Regions from separate parts of the Sus scrofa genome. Here all the other regions are linked to region 3. Evidence: chromatin contacts called from public Hi-C and promoter capture Hi-C data. All regions are on one chromosome and are shown on one strand. The core of a region is the stretch at or near the end of the contact, and the rest is flanking DNA. Distances in the headings are between cores, read along the strand shown.

Region 1 (3,692 bases), core at 718-3,217, 2.6 Mb before region 3:
GTCTTCGGGCTTCTTAGCATCAGGGTCAGGAATGTGTTCAGGCTTGTCCCAGTCCTGAAGGCACACAGGGAGATCAGAAGCGTCGCACTTGTCCTCCACACTCTTCACCTTGAGGGAAGCCCCACCCAAGCACCAACCTCAGGTTTGGAGTCTGTAGGGTCATCAATTTTGGCTCGCTCGTCCCAGTCTTCAGGCTTCACAGCATCAGGATCCTTTATCTTCTTAGGCGGCAAGAAGTCCCAATCGTCCTCCAAGGAGCCTGACTCCACCTGACTGTTGTCAATCTTCACCTCATAAGTATTATCGGGCCGCACAATCAGTGTGTACAGGTGTGTGAATTCATCATCCTGAAGAGAGTAGGAGATGAGCGGCCCCACCCACCAGGCTGGCCTCTGAGCCTCCCCTGACAGCCATTTGTTACCACCCCCAGATGCACCTTGCAACGGATATCCTTATTGATGAGCACGTTCTTGCCCTTGTAGTTGAAGATGACATGAACTTTCTTGGTGCCAGGGCCACAGATGTCCGGGCCTTGGTGAGAAGTAGGTCCGGTTAGAGTTAGAGGCTCCCCACCACTGAGCCCCGCCCCCACCCCTTTTCAAAAAGAAAACTTGGTTCTTAAACGCAGGTCTGCAAAGCTCAAAACAGAATTCAGACTTTATCTCTAAGGGACTAAGAATAAAGAGTCAAAGGAGAGAAATTAAGTGCTCAGAGAACTTGTAGAATTGGAAAATAGCTACATAAACATCACACAGACTATCAGCCTTAAACCAAAAACAAAGCAGAAAGTTGTTAACTGTAACTATTCCCTCAGCTTCCCTTCCAAAGAAAAACTTAAGCATGTAAGGGTTTTCTGTGCTCTCAAGACTACTTTTCATGGGCTATATATAAGGAACACACGGGGTTTCAGGCTCCGTCTAACTAACCAGAGGTCAGGATCAGGGTGGGGCCCCCTCACCAAACATGATGTTGTATTCGGAGTCTCCATGCATGTCTGTCTGGTCCAAACCATCTGGAAACAGCTTCACGTATCCACCCCCACAGTCGATGTTCTGTTCGTGTTTCACCGTGAACTGCACTACCAGCGTCTGACCCTTGTTGCTGAAGGGCTCAAATCTGGCCGACAGAGCGTAAAACCGGGCATCCTGGCTTGTCTGTAGCCCTAGCAAGGGACGATAGTGAGGTCACGGCTCAGCCCAATCCCCGGAGTACCCTTATGTGGGAAATAGAGACGACTGCCCCTTCCTCCCCCTGCTCTGTTCCTAGGGGTACCCAAGCTGTGTGATGATTAGGAGCTTCCTCCAGGAAGTCCTCCTGGATCTGAGAACCCATCCCTAGGTTCTTACCTTTATCTTTCTCCTGGTCACCGTAGAATTTGCCGGAACTGAGAACGAATCTGCCAAAATCCGGTTTGTGTTTGGATTCAATCCAGCGATCAGTCCACCCGTCTAGGGGACCAGAGGAGCAGGTCAGCGCGGCCTTGCTCATCACCCCCCAAAAAACATCTACCAAGACCCACAAGCTGCTAGGGTCAAATAAAGAGCTATTCTTCTCTCTGACTTCCCCTACCCCGGCCTCTAGTTTGACATCTCTAATGGCTTAAGAGAGCCTCGGGCGAGCCCTAACTCCGGCCGCAGAAGGCCGCTGCGCCCTCCACGCTCCTCAGGGACGGAGAAGGAAGGATCGCCTTGCGGCTTTAGTCCCTGAAGACTACCGTGTTGGCCCTCTGAGCAGTAATTACAGAAGACACGCAGATATGGGCTAGGTGGCCAGCCGCCTCGTTAGAGAGGCCTCGAGGCGGGACTAAAGCTTACCTCCGTCCAGAAATTGCTCCTTGAAGTAAATAGTGGGTTCAGCGGCGGCCAGGCCGACAAGGCCGAGCAGTAGTGGGACTGGGAGCAGCATGGCGGGCCGAGGGGGCGGCGGCGCGCGGGCCCCTTAAGTCACTCCTCCAGCAGCCGCTCTGCAGTACGGACGGACGCTACCGCCGGCCGCGAGCCTTTATACCGGGCCCGCTCTCAAACCAACCTGGTCCTGCCTCTTTGACCCTCCTCCCCCGCCGTATCATTGGTCTGTGGCTATAATCCTGCCTTTCCATTGGATCTTTGTCGGCTCAGCATGTTCGGCTGTGCCTCGGCACGCTGGGTTCCCAGATGGCCGATTTCTATTGGCCGCACCACTGGCCAATGAAGGTCGACCACGCGTTGTGGGGGACGCCCACCGGTGGAGTGGGGGCCTCCAGCCCCTCAGGCTAGGTCATGTGACCAGACCTCGGCCCAACCCCGCCCTAGCCCGCGAGCCTGTCTTCACAGCTGGGCGTTTAAAGAACGCGCGCGAGTGCAGGTGCCACTGCGCTGAGCTATGACCCTGTTCCAGCCTCGCCTCTGCTCATCCCCTCTATGGGGCTGGGTGGGCAAGGTTTTCCTAGCCTTTTTCTGTTGCGAATTTGGGGAGCCTCTCTAATTCAACCCTCTCTTTTTCTCTTCCTCTTTCTTTCTCTCCAGTCACCCCGCCCTGCCCAGGATGAGGCAGAGGTCACCGGGCCCTGGGGCTTCATTTCACCCTAGCGCCAGAGCCATGCAGCCTTGCGGGGATAGTGCGGGCTCTCTCCTCCATGTGGCTCCTAGTGTCCTGGCCGCTTTGTCAAGACTGCTGCTGTGTGAAATGGGTCAAGTCACCTAGCCTCTCTGAAGTCACAGGAGCTCCTGAAAGGCCAAGAGGAGCGACGCTGGCCAGCTGCTGCCTGGCAGAAGTGCTTTCAAAGATCTTAGGGACGTCCTGGGACAAAAGGAAGGAAGCCCAGATGGCTTGAAGATGTGACTACAGGCTGTGGCTCCGTAGGGTTGTTCCCTTTATTGGAGCCTCTCCAATATATACCCTCCACCCTTTCCTCAGCCGGTAGACTGAAAGGGGTCACTGTCTTGTGGTCTCCCACAAACGGCTCGCTTTTGCAATTAAACGGCTAAAGAGGAGGGGGCAGGGGGTTCAGTTGGGGAGGGAGTAAAAGGGACAGATGGTGGGGAAGATAAGGTCCAAGAGAGGTGGGCAGGACCCCTAAATCTGGAGCCTTCTTCTGAAGCCAGAGGCGCATGACAGTGACTGACACCAGCTCCCTGCCCCTAGGCTACAGGAAGGAGGAAGGAGAGCTGGGGGTTTCCCAAACTATGAGCAAATAGGCTCTGGACCTGGGAAGTGGGAGGGAACTTTGGAAGGAGGGTAGGTAGGGGTGCTTCCCCTCTAGTGGTGGGAACTCAGAAAAGGGAGGAATGAGGGATCTTGGAGAAGTTGTGGTTCTGCCCCTTCCCCAAGGCAGTATCCAGTAGGGGTGCCCAACCTGCACCCCTCCTGCCCCATCCCCCCCAGGACCCCAAAGGAACTTCCAGTGACTTGCTTTCCCTCCCTTTCACATGTGTCATGGACATGTGGTCTTGGTGCTTCCTGCCAGAAGGTAGACACTGTACCTGTTAACCTCACAATCCCCCTGCAGGTGTTCTGCAGCACCTGTCACAGAACAAACTTAAAACCTACTTTATGTGTGACAGAAGGAAGGAAAGAAGGGTTCTTGCTAGAATTAAACAAAAATGGGTAAAGCATTTTGAAGTTAGAAGGAGATTTTGAGAGAGTTCCCATTGTAGCCCAGTGGGTTAAGAACCCGATGCACTGTCTGTGAAGATGCAGGTTCATTCCCTGGC
Region 2 (3,684 bases), core at 891-3,390, 2.8 Mb before region 3:
CCATTAAAACAGCACCTGTGGGCGCGGCAGGTCTGCGGCAAGGCGCCCGCGCCCCCCGGCTCAGGCTCCTCGGTGCCGCGACTGCACACAGGTGGCGACGGCTCCCCGGGGGCAGAGTCCCTCTCAGGGCCTCTCGGCAGCCCGGGAGGTGGCTCCTTTCCACGGTTTCCGAGGGTGCTCCCGTAGGGGTGGGCCTCGCCTCGGGTCTGCGCACTCTGGCCGACGGTTCGGCCCGCGCTCTGGGCTCCGGTAGCGCCGCTCGAGGGCCCTCAGAAGGCCACCACGGCCCGCACCAGCACGTTCAGCATGTTATCAGCCGGGCGGCAAGCCGGCTTCGCCTCGCACGCCGGCGGCGCCGTCGGCGGGGCGGCGGGGCTGCAGTTCAGGAGGCCGGAGAAGCGCCTCTGCAGGACACGCGCCAAATTGGGGAAGGCGCCCTCCGTTTGCGCCGGAGGGGGCTGCAGGCGATTGAGGACCTCCGAAGGGGCCCCTTCCTCCTCTTCTTCTAGACGGGCTTTCTTACTCGGGACCAGTGCGGCGTCCCCACCGTCGCTCAGGCTGCTGCTTCGCCGCTTGCGGCTGACTTTGGCAGGGCGCGGGGCACAGGGGGCAGGGGTCTCCTCGATTCTCGGCGCCTCCTGCGTGTCCATGGGTTCCGGAGAGGGAGGCTCACCGTCGGGGAGCGCTGCATTGGCTGCGGCTTCCGCTTCTCGCGGTGGGTGTAGGCGAGGATCAGGGGAGCGGGCGGGTGGCAAGGGCACCTCAGGCTCGTGGGCTTCCACCTTTGCCGAAAGGTAGAGCTCCCGGGCGCTACGCATGACCAGCGACAGCTGCAGACTCCGGTGCAACCGTAGGCCACCGCGCTGCATGCGCGAATGGTACATCTTCCAAACGGACAGGGTCATAATGCGTTGCGCCTCTTTCTGCACTTCCATGACGACTCGACGGCGGGACCGAGGTTTGGCGGGGACTCTGGGCTGGGCAGGGGAGGTGGCAGGTGCACTCCAGACTATGCGTTCGTTCACGCCTCTCTCTGCGGAGATACCCACACTGAGAGACTAGTAGGACGCTCTGCCCGGCCGCCCGCCACCCGGGCCCTTTTGTACCCAGTGTGATGTCACGGAGACGCCCCGCCCAATCAGAGAGCCGCATCCGGGCTTTCCGCAGCGCAGCGGGGCTAGAGACTCCTTAAAGGGACAGGGTGGGATTTACCCTGAGATGAAAAGGGACCCGAACTTGTAGAGGGTGAGCGTTCCCCAGTCCAAGCTGACCTCTCCCGGCGGTATCCTTTCTCAGTGGCCCCAGTGCATCCTTGCGCAGGCCCAGTGTAGGGGGGCCGTAGGTGGGGCTCAGGGCCGACCCACGGGTTGCGTCTGTAGAGCCCAGCGAGCTGGCCTTAGCTTGTAAGTTTCCTTTCGCACCTGGGAAGACCCGGGTTCCAGCCGGTACATCCCCCGTGGGAACAGTGCCTAGCATCTACCAGTCTCTTAATTAACGTTTTTTTGTTGTTAATAACGATGCTAGCAACATTTATTAAGCACTTACTATGTGCCACGCGCTAAAGTCTTTCCTTTCATAAATATGTTATTGATCTCTCACCTCCACTCCGCGGAGGGTAGTTATATCTGATTTCTTCAGGTGGGGAAACCTAGACAAGAGTGATTCGTCCAATATTTGCTAAACAAATAAATGGGCTACTGCGGTGAAACGAGACCGTTTGGGCCTCCAGCCCTCTCCATTCCCCTCCGTATGGAAGCGGTAAGAAGGCGGGACACGCTGGTTGCGTTGCCTTAGAGCAAAGATGCCCACTCCACGGGCGGCGGATGTCTGCAGACACAAGTGCAGTCCAGGCTGCCATCTCTGCGCTCCGCAAGAATCACCCTCCCACTTCGTCTGTTTCCCTAGGCACGAAATCCACCGTGGGCGTGGAACTCGTAAGGCGGAGTACCCAGCCGCAACACAACCCGAGTGAGCACGTGGCTGTGGCCCCCCAAACGACGCAGCGGTGCTCCGCCTCTGCTCCCCAGGAGGCGGAGTTGGGGTAGAAGCTGAAAACTGAACAACTCAGAAATAGAGCAGATAGAAAACAGCCGCCCCACCTTCCGCTTCGCACTACAGTTCCAAGGAAACCTAATTCCAGTTACTCAGGAAAAAAAAAAAAAAAAAAAAAAAGCAATACGGTTCGAATAGTTCCATTCATTCGTGGTGCGGGCCCTTTAAGGGAAGGCTCCACCGCCCCCAACTCTTGCGCGAGCCTTCCCGCCAAGAGATCTGCTAGACTTCCACCACTAAATTTGGAAGTAATGACGTAGAGCGTGCGCGTGAGCCGCTTCCGGCTGCCCATATAAGGACAGGAACCCGGATCTCGATACGGGACAGCCACGGGCTTCTTCCGGGCGGGGGTGGTGCCTTAGCCTCCGGACACGCCCCCTCCGCTCTTTCTCTCCCGGCAGCTAGGGCTGGCTGGAGCCCCCGGTTTCCGGAGCGGCGTTCAGCCCGGCCCACAGAGAGGAAGGAGAAAGTTTCGCTTCCTTCCCTCCGGAGACCGGGAAGATGTGACGCCCCTCCAGAAAAGCCCCTGCTGGCGTGTAGGGGCTACCTCACTGTTCACTCTGACGCCGTATCCCAGAGATCTACACAAAGACCTTGCCAACTCAAGCAGCTACTCCCTGAGGACTCTCATTCTGGTCCCCTCCATGGAGATCCTGCCCCTCCCCTTAAAGTGATCCTCCTTTGCACCTCTGGATCACGCTCAGGTCCCCCATCTCCAACTCTGACACATGGGGGGGTCAATTATTCTCTCTTCTAAAAGACTTCTCCCAAAACCGCTCCCATTCAGCGATCCTGCCATATATTACTCGCTGAGAACGTCCTCATCCCCGCTCCCCCACACTCCCAATCCCACGAAACTCCACAACGACATCCCCCGCCCAGGCGCTGTCTCTGACACACAACAGGGGCGACCTTCTGAGGGTTTCTTAAGATAGCCCGCTCCAAGAATCAGGACCCCACTCGGGCAACGGTCCCCCCCACCAATAAAAAAAAAATGCTTTCTCGGAGACCCCACACATAAAGGTTCTGTCGCACAGGCGGCCACCCTGAGTCCCTCTCCAGACATTCCCTGGTCCCACTCCACGCGCAAAGGACTTCATTGCAGGCTATCTTCAGAGTTGCCCCCACCACACTCCCTCCCACGACCCCCAGGTCGCACCCAGAAAGATCCTACCCTCCAGAAGCATTTCCAGGGCCCCCATCCAGGGCCATCCTGCCCCGGGATGCTTCCCTCCTCCGCAGGAAAAAAAGAGGAGGGGTAAATCAAACAGAACTCGTCACAGAATGCCTGCAGTTCACCCTGGCCCCGCGGGAAGGTGGAGAGACCACCCATCCCCATACTGCTCCCCAAACCTGTCACACCTGACCCTGGGCTGGAACCATCTTCCAGGACAGGATCTAGGTGCAGGAGCATCATAAAGATGATCTACTAATTGAAGGAGCCACTTCCCCAGCCATAATCTGACCGGATTTGAAGGAGACTATTGTTATTTATATTGCCCAGAAGGGAAACCATGGTTGCGCAGCAACAATCCGAAGGCCTGGGTCTTCAACCAAGGCGTAGGGAGCTCTGACTCGAACCCAGCCAGACAGAACTGACACATCTGTGGACCAAGATGCGAAGAGGAATAG
Region 3 (3,559 bases), core at 301-2,800:
ATATAAACATTAAAAATATTAAAATGGGAGTGCCTGCTGTGGCACAACGGGATTGGTGGCATTTTGGGAGCACTGAGATGCAGGTTCAGCCACAGCAACGCTGGATCCTTAACCCACTGAGCAAGGCCAGGGATCAAACGGGCAACCTCATGGTTCCTAGTAGCATTCGTTTCTGCTGCGCAAGAACAGGAACTCCCTTAAGAAAAATTCTTTTTTTTTTTTTTTTTTTTTTTGTCCTTTTGCTATTTCTTGGGCTGCTCCCGCGGCATATGGAGGTTCCCAGGCTAGGGGTCGAATCGGAGCTGTAGCCGCCAGCCTACGCCACAGCCACAGCAACGCGGGATTCGAGCCGCGTCTGCGACCTACACCACAGCTCACAGCAAAGCTGGATCCTTAACCCACTGAGCAAGGGCAGGGATCGAACCCGCAACCTCATGTTCCTAGTCGGATTCGTTAACCACTGGGCCACGACGGGAACTCCAGAAAAATTCTTAAGGTAAGGTGTGAGAAATACTTTTGGAACCAAGGAGTCTATTTTGCTGAACTGCCTCCAAAATTATTTTTCGTCCAATTTCTCATCCATGAGTTTTGCAGGTCATTAAAAAAAAAAAATCCGGAGTTCCCCTCGTGGCGCAGTGGTTAACGAATCCGACTAGGAACCATGAGGTTGTGGGTTCGATCCCTGGCCTTGCTCAGTGGGTTAAGGATCCGGCGTTGCCCTGAGCTGTGGTGTAGGCTGCAGATGTGGCTCGGATCCCGCGTTGCTGTGGCTCTGGCGTAGGCCGGTGGCTACAGCTCCAATTTGACCCCTAGCCTGGGAACCTCCATATGCCCCGGAAGGGGCCCAAGAAATCACAGAAAGACAAAAAAAAAAAAAAAAAAAAAAAAAACCCACTTGGTCAAAACGCATCTCGTTTAAGGTTAGTAAATTCGATTTTCTGCTACTAATATTAGGAAAGCTGCTTCCTCCTTTTCCCAGAGAGTTCTGTTTTTAAGACATAAAACGTCATGTAATTCCCTTATACTTTAGGTTTCTATCACGCTTTAAATACAAGCATATGGTACCAACATTCACTTTAACAATATCAATATTAAGAGATCCCTATGTTCTAAAACTCTGCGGTGATTATAGCCTCTAGGAGAGTCGGAACTGACTTGGGAAGTACAGAGCTGAGTAATCTTTATGTAATTGTAAGACCTGTTATTTACGTTTTCACCTCCCTTTCGTTTTATTACACGTACGTATTTACACTGACCCTGGAAAACGGAGAAAGTATTTTTCCCAGACGAATTTATCAAACGTAAGTAACTGAAAAATCTATCTTAAAACCTCACCTCAATGCCGCTCACAAAAGCAAAAATCCCGGGTAAAATTTTCTTGTACGAGGAGGGCAAAAAGGGATTTCCTTGACTAAAATTCACCAGCGCCTCTCACCCGAAAAACCGACAAAATGCCGAGGTCACGAGGACGGAAGGACACGGAGACTCGGTCAACACCAGCGTGTCCCCTGTCGCTCGAGACCTCGCCTCCGAAGCTTCAGGGCCCCGCCCCCGCAGAGACCCGCCCTCTGGAGCCCCATCTCTCCGCCCCAACCTAGATCCCGCCCCAACTGAGCCCAGTCTCCCCGCCCTCTCCGAGACCCTGCCCTCTGGAGCTTTTTTTCCCCCGCCCTTAAAGAAACCCCGCCCTCCCGAGCCCATTTCCCCGCCCTCGCCTAGATCCCGCCCCCTTGAGCCTAGTTTTCCGGCCCCAGCAGACCCTGCTCCTCTGGATCCTGGTCTCCCCGCCTTTAAAGAGACCCCGCCCCCCGGGGCACCGTCTCCGGGCCCTCTCCGAGACCCCGCCCTCCCAGTGGCGGGGCCGTACTAGTCAGTGCCAGAGGCAGATCCCGAAGAAGGTCGTGGCGCTATAACGGGAAAGACGCTAGTCCTCCGAAAGCGAAAGGCTCAGAGCCCCGACCTAGGAAGGTCCTGAGGCGGCGGGAGGTGCTGCTACCGCGTCCTCCAGCCTTGGCCTAAGCAGTTCTAGTGTCCCCCCACTGGATGCCGTTGGGCCCCTCCTAGCGGGCTCCAATTGGGAGCCTTGGGGGCGGAGCCAGGCGAGAGGAGGGTGCTGGGGGGGGGGGGAGCACAGCTGTACAAAGTCGGTTGGGCGGGTCCTCGTGCGTGTCCTAGAAGGACCGTGCAGCCGGAGACTCAAAGAATGCTTTTTTCTGAGCTCTTGCAGCTTGGTGCTGGGAGACAATGTTTCAGAACTGGTTTGTTATACAGCAGTAAATAACCGATAAATCCCTCTTCACTATTCTTTATTTCCAAACTTTCTTGTCCTTCTCAAAAATGTTTCAAGTTCTTTGAACTTGTCTTAACATTTGTACATTAATCTTGGAGCTGTTAATTTAAATCTATCCAGTTTTTTGGGGTTTTTTTCTTTTTAGGGCCGCACCTGCGGCATCTGGAAGTTCCTGGGCAAGGGGTCGAATCAGAGCTGCAGCTGCGGACTATGCCACAGCAACGCCAAACCTGAGCCACATCGACCACCTAAGCCACAGCTTGTGGTAACACAGGATCCTTAACCTACTGAGCAAGGCCAGAGATCGAACCGAATTCTCATGGATACTACGTAGATTTCTTAACCCACCGAGCCACAACAGAAACTTCTATCTCGTTTTATATAATAAATAGTGGATTTTTAGACATTATGTATGTACATGTTTATATCTTTTATATATGTATAATTTTTTGGTTTTAAGCAGTTACTATTGTTTCCCTGAATACTTTTCTTTCATTCATTCATTTAGGGAATATTTGAGTCATGCATTCACAAAACTTTTATTTCAATTGGGGAGGAGGACAGATAGTAGAATAAATATATACAAGAGAACATGTCATACGTGATTGCCACAATGGAATATTCCTAGCACTTTTCCAAATTGCATTCAATGGCGGTTCATTCGATAATTTATTTTTAACAACTTTTTTTTTCTTTTTTGGCCACACCTGAGGCATGTGGAAGTTCCCGGGCCAGGGACCGAACTAGCTCCACAGCAGTAACCTGAGCCACAGGGGTGACAACACTGATCCTTAAACTGCTGCACCACAATGGGAACGCTTTTAGGGTGTTAAAGTTTAAATTTTTCTTCAACTGGTTGTATCTTTCTATTAGTTTAACTCCTAGACACTGTACATAAACATCTAAATTTTCATTTCCATTTGATTATTATTGGGGAGTTTTGAGAGATGAGGGGCATGCTCTGATTTAAATCATAGATATAAATCAGAATATCCAGCTGGTAAAGTAGATACCTAAAAAAATACAAATTCGTTTTTTTCCCTTATGAAAAATTCCATTTTTTCCCTTATGGTGAAGTGTAATACAAACGTTAGCAACTCCTCCTAATTCCTGTTATGAAATTATAATTTACATGGCAAATTTGATTATGTGCTGCCATCCCCTGGGAAACAAAGGTATTACATTCTATCTTCAGCTGCTCTTGAAATCAAACATAAAACTTTCTATATTGGAAAGTTCTTATTTTAAAAAAGCATTTTTCAGAGTTCC

The links. Promoter capture Hi-C pulls out the DNA fragments that hold promoters and counts their contacts. A called contact is a pair of places that touch in the nucleus more often than the background predicts.
Region 1: a contact with region 3 is called in a promoter capture Hi-C map of liver, with 7 times the contacts expected there. The contact joins the promoter of CALR here to the promoter of LOC100738906 in region 3. A contact is called at or near these places in 1 of 5 promoter capture datasets (liver) and 2 of 47 Hi-C or Micro-C datasets (heart right ventricle and skeletal muscle).
Region 2: a Hi-C map of liver shows a contact between it and region 3, with 4 times the contacts expected there. The contact joins the promoter of IER2 here to the promoter of LOC100738906 in region 3. A contact is called at or near these places in 1 of 5 promoter capture datasets (liver) and 2 of 47 Hi-C or Micro-C datasets (liver and skeletal muscle).

What each region holds. Positions count from the first base shown.
Region 1 is chr2:66,100,107-66,103,798 of Sscrofa11.1, forward strand. It overlaps CALR (calreticulin), which reads right to left and starts at 1,968. Exons shown (of 9, transcript NM_001174133.1): 1 at 1,815-1,968; 2 at 1,347-1,448; 3 at 959-1,162; 4 at 437-531; 5 at 138-347; 6 at 1-54. The coding sequence starts at 1,905.
Region 2 is chr2:65,910,351-65,914,034 of Sscrofa11.1, forward strand. IER2 (immediate early response gene 2 protein) reads right to left here and starts at 2,141. Exons shown (of 1, transcript XM_003123342.4): 1 at 1-2,141. The coding sequence starts at 935. The coding sequence ends at 270.
Region 3 is chr2:68,676,101-68,679,659 of Sscrofa11.1, forward strand. It overlaps LOC100738906 (zinc finger protein 177-like), which reads right to left and starts at 1,551. Exons shown (of 6, transcript XM_021083777.1): 1 at 1,336-1,551.